Linked DNA regions of Drosophila melanogaster: region 1 is linked to region 2. The links are chromatin contacts, called in public Hi-C maps. All regions are on one chromosome and are shown on one strand. The core of a region is the stretch at or near the end of the contact, and the rest is flanking DNA. Distances in the headings are between cores, read along the strand shown.

The links. A called contact is a pair of places that touch in the nucleus more often than the background predicts.
Region 1: a contact with region 2 is called in a Hi-C map of the Kc167 cell line, with 1.5 times the contacts expected there. A contact is called at or near these places in 2 of 107 Hi-C or Micro-C datasets (both in the Kc167 cell line).

What each region holds. Positions count from the first base shown.
Region 1 is chr3L:22,406,194-22,408,896 of dm6, forward strand. lncRNA:CR45962 (long non-coding RNA:CR45962) reads right to left here and starts at 1,354. Exons shown (of 2, transcript NR_133305.1): 1 at 699-1,354. It overlaps Ten-m (Tenascin major), which reads right to left and starts at 1,670. Exons shown (of 9, transcript NM_079491.3): 1 at 699-1,670. The coding sequence starts at 999.
Region 2 is chr3L:22,196,396-22,199,095 of dm6, forward strand. lncRNA:CR45972 (long non-coding RNA:CR45972) reads left to right here and starts at 1,388. Exons shown (of 1, transcript NR_133302.1): 1 at 1,388-1,846. All of the region lies in intron 2 of olf413 (olf413,), which reads left to right.

The DNA.
Region 1 (2,703 bases), core at 104-2,603, 210 kb after region 2:
GCGAAGTCCAAATCCCACTCCCATTGGGACTGCCGCCTTAATTTGTTTAATTTAGGCAAAATGTTTGGCCGCATTCGCCGATAAGGGGCGTAATTTGTTCAAACTTGTCGCAACTTGCTGGAATTCGCAACCCGCACGATTTTGTCACCGAAAAAAGGAATAATTTCTGTAACTAGCAGATGACACGGTAGCTCACTTGAATTGCGTTTGAGAAACATTGGAATCCTTTTGCACATACATAATTTGCTTTTAACTTTTTGACTAATACTAAAAATACACAAATGCCAAGTAGCAATGAATGGTTTTAGAACCAGTCTATCCTCTCTCAACGTACGTAGCTAATAACCAAATGTTCTCCATTTTCTTAAAATATTGATATCAATTAGCTCATTTGATTTAGGCACGTCTGTCAAAGAATTCGGTGATGTATACGAAAGCGATGGAAAACGGATCTCAGTATGTTTAAGCAGCATGGTACTCTTATCAGAAACGCTTTTATATTTTTCACTGATTTCCAAACATAATTTAAGTTACAAATTCATTTAATCCAATTTATGCATTGTAAAGTATTTCCGCACATCCTAAACTTTTTTAAATCACTTCCAGACGCTCTATTTGGGCCACTAAATTCCGGAGTTGTAGCTTTCGGTTTGATTCCACTGACCACACTGCCCACTGGGGTCGGCATACTCACTCACCTTGTCTTCCGTGTGTCCGCTGCGCTGTGTTGTTGGCCGTGTCCGGCGGACGGTGGGCCAAGTGCTGGTACTCGTAGTCGTAGTGGGACGACTGGGCGGCGGCTTGGGCGGCCTGCAGGTTCTGTTGGTTTTGGTGCTGGAGCGTCTGGCTGCCGTGGACCGGACCGAGGTCCGTCGTCGGCCGCCCGTGGCCGCTCATGGGGAGCGTACGTCCTTGGGCGTGTGGGTGGGCGTGAGCCGGAGTGGGGCCGCCGCCCACGTCGCGGCAGTCTAGAGTCGACTCATACTCGTAGGGATTCATGGCGGTCGCCTCCAGCGGACATTCGTCGTCGTCCGTGTCCGTGCCGCCGTCGTAGATGTTGTCCGTGTGGCGGTACGCGTGATGGGCGTGCTGCTTTGAGAACTTAATCTTGGCGGCTTGGGGGCTTTTGGCCAGACAGCCGGACAGGAGAAGAAGAAGAGGAGGAGGACTCCGCACGGGAGCAGGAAGAAGAGACTTGGTATGCGTTTGGCTACTCGCGATTATTCATGCACTTGCTGATGCGGATGCGGCTGCGGATGGCACTGGACGCACTGCACTCAAAAACATTTCTACTGGGCCATTTCCAGACGGTTAATCTGCGGGCGGGCTGCTGGTCCCAGCTCAATCACAATCTGCCGCCGAGGCCGCAATAATATTTCTTGGGCCTTTTCAGTAGTCGTACACTGAAAACACGGGACACACACGATGGGGAGCACAGGAACGCGACGGGAAAAACGGTGTTTTTGAATTGACGCGGTGTGTTTGTTTGCGCGACGATCGTAAAACTATGTCAGAATTCGTTAGACGCAGGTATCATTCGCTGCCTGATTCCCGACGATTTTCTATATTTTTCGACTGAAGCAACGCGCTGTTTTCGCTACTTTTCGTATATCCACATTTTCCGCGACGACAATTCCGACCGTGCGAGGCGAATTTCAAAAGACGAATGAGCTCAAAACGAACGACGAACCGAGTCTGTGGGAGAGAGAGAGAGAGCTAGAGAGCGCAAGTCGCTGCAAATATGAGAGAAAAACAATATGCTTCATATTCTCTCTTTTTCAGTTAAAATGCGTCGCTCTCTCATTTATTCTGATACTGCGCATGATTTGTGAGAGAGAGAGCGGTCGCGCACCAGCGTTGTCCATTTAGCTAATTTGCTGATAGTCTGGCCTTAGCTGGAAATATAGCTATTTTGCTAGAATAATAGGTGCTACTTATGTAGTTTAGGTTAATTTAATTGCAAAAGAATCACTCCGAATCATATAGATTTCCAGTCTATGACAGCGTTATAGAAAAAGATATGCAAGGAAATATAATAATATACTTTTAATACTCTTGTGCTTCTGTTAAGTTACCATCAATATTTGTTCTCAATGGTATGTTTAGCCTTTTTATAACCAGAAGAGTATGCAGCACTCAAATGAGAGCACTCATCGAATCTCTGGTTTGAAGGTTAAAAAGTGCGTTTCGTTTGGCTAAGGGGAAATGGATGTACAGCGGATTCGAATCTATCGTGCTGCACGCCAGTTTCGTTAAGATTATCTGAGGCGGCCAACAGCGCTGTAATAACAGCTTCACCGGCGGCTAACACCGACACTGTTAATTTTATTACAAAACTGTTAACCGGTTTACATAAAAGTGCGTATACGTATACCATATACCATATACCATAAAATATCAATGTAAATGTGGAGGTATTTAAGTTATTAGGTACAAACTTTAAAAGATAGCTTAGTTTATTCTTTATTATATATATTATATATTATATAATATATATTATTTATTATTATATATATATTATATATTCTCTTTATATATTGCCCTAAAATATCTAGGTTTTCCAAAACCTCCGAAAACTTTTAACTTTCAGCTTGCATTGAATAAATTGCAGGTTACACAAAAATATTAAAAACTACATTTTTAAAAACAATGGAATTTGTATTTCAAGGTATCTGAACCTCCTGTGGCCTGGGAATTACACAA
Region 2 (2,700 bases), core at 138-2,637:
TCGGCCTGGCCTGCAACAGCAATCAGGACTCTCTACAAATAGCAACAAGCCAGCTTCCCCTATCTCGCCTTATCTGCTCTCCGCTTGTGTTTGTGTTTTCATCAAATAAAATTGACACACACAAGTGTTAGCCGCTTAGGTTGACAGCCTTCCCTTTACTTCCATTTCCGCTTCCACATCTGCTCTAAGCTTTCCTTGGCTTTCCCTCCTCGAGGGACCGAGGATCCTACGGCTAAGGACCCGACTGAGGTCTCCCCATTCCCACTTTGACTTTGGCCGCCTGGTTAGCTCCCCATCTTGGTGCTTTTAGGGTGTTTGTGCTAGGCCTGAGCTTTTGATTTGACAGTTTAGTTAAATTAAATTGGGGTTTAGACAAAATAAATAGGAAGCCCTGAGCGAACAGAAAATCTATTCACTGACGTGAGTCTCCTGTACAAAAGGGATTTGGTTGCGTTGTCGGGAAATCTAAATTTGGCTTACGTTTTGTTTTTACTTTTGTGATGAATAATTAATATTCATCGACGTTAAGAATAGTCTTAGCAGAAAACGTATGAAATACAATAAAAACACATAAGTAAATAAGTAATACGAACTTCATTTTAATCAGTGAATTTAAACCCTTTGCATTTTAATGGGAAACTTTATTCAATATTCTACGAATCGCAAATTTGTCAATTACGTATACAATTAATTTGACTTTTGACATTAATTTTGTTTGTTTACATTCGTGGAGACGCACAATCGCACAGTCCAACAGCTACAAGGTAAATTTCAAATGTCTAAATTGCCATTTAACTTCATCAGAAAACTCTCCTGCAAGTGGAATCTAGTTATATCCTAATCGCCACTCAGACACACCCACATAAACACTTTATACCCCCTCCGAGCCCGGTTTAAAGTTCAAAAGCGTTTGAGGCAACGAAATGTTTGAGCGGCAGAGCGAATTCCGGAGGGTTGGGGTGTTGGGTTATCCTAGGGTTTTCCAGTGTTATCCAGGGTTCGAAGGGGCAGAGTTGGCTTTGGGCGCCCGGCGATGCCTGCGTCAATTGAAGTTTTAACATACAAATGTAATTAAAACGTTTTACGTATCCGCCGCCAGGCACAAGAACCAACAGCACAAAGTGTTTGGAGAAACCCTTGGCATCTCGGTGTGTGTGTGGGACACCGGGGAAAGCGTTTTCCATTCCTCACACAGCCACACACACATCCCTACAGTTCTGTATACACGCACACAAACCAGGCCGAGACACTCGAAATTGTTGCCGGCGGATGCAATAAGTTGGTGATAAGGTGTTCATTCCCTGGGGTCCGCAGGGGAAAACCTTTTGCAAACTTGTCAAAAATCAGAGAAACGGGGAGAGGATATAAAAAACGTGTTTTCCGAGTTGCTCCCCGGCAGTGAAAACAATGCCAATGTCGTTGTTAACCTTTTTTCAGCATTCGCCGCTTGGCTGCCGGGCACCCACCACCCATTACTGCCCCAACCCCCACCGGCGGAACAGCTCCCCTGGACTATGACGCAAACAATGATATTTACATTTTTTATCTTCGTTACCCCGACCTCGCCCGTTTCCCTCTCGAATTGGAAACAAGCCGAAGGGCTCCAGGCATCCCGGCACGTTTTTGAGGGCATTTGCTGTGGAGCGAAATAAAAACGGAGGGGACGAGGCTCATATCAAAGCGATCATGGATTTATGGCCTTAATAATAGACGAAACGGAAGGGACGGGCCGGCTAAACTGGACAGAAAAGGGAGAACGCAAGTGGACCAGTAATTAGAAAAAGGATTTTCCTGTACATTTTTTTCGGAAATGAGCCATTTTGTTTTCTCAAAAAAAGGAGGCCATAAAATACGTGAGCTGTTGGTCAAATGAAAATGGCGGGAATTTACGCGAGATTTCTATCTCAAATCTTAGTTGTTTTGAATTTAAAGGGCCACTCTTTCGTTCAATGTAAATTTATTAAAGTGAAATTCCCGTCGTCCCTATGGTATATATTCATCAAATTCGCCCTTTAAAATCGACCCTCAGGGTTGACAGCTTATCAAACCAAGTCACAAACAAAAAAGAATCCCAAAAAAGAAGCAGCTGCCACAAAGGGTGCACATGTGTGTGTGTGTGCTTGGAAAATATACGGGAGGCGAGACACCATTTGCTCATTAAAATAAAATTTTTGCACAAATATTAAATAGCCGAAAATGTTCCGAGGCGTATAATACGAATGTCGCCGGCAATCCCCAATATGCGACTGACATTGAGTGGTTAAGTGGTGAGCCGAAGGGCAGGGGCACTTTCATTGAGGGACGAGTGCAAGTTCATTTTTCTGAGATAACTCTCTGGTGGCACGGAAAGTGTCAAAAACGCTTAATAAACGTCAATGTCAGGCGATTCCAAGTCAGCGGCGAAATTCAAAATTTTTCAAACAAAACACACTTCTGTCAGTTGGGAAAGACGAAGCGAGGCTGGTGGGAATGAGGGGATGGATGCTGTCAGGGTTTCAGGATTGGAGATTGGTATTGGGGATTGGGGATTGTATTGCGAAGCGCAATTGAATTCGCAGAGTCAGGCGAACCGGGAAAGGAGCCGGAGCATCCTAGGACACCCAGGACACACATCTCGATGCCAATCCCTCAATTCCGGCTCTCGGTTTCACACACTTTCATTTCATTTCACTTCCACCCATTCCGTTTGGTTCGCTTCGT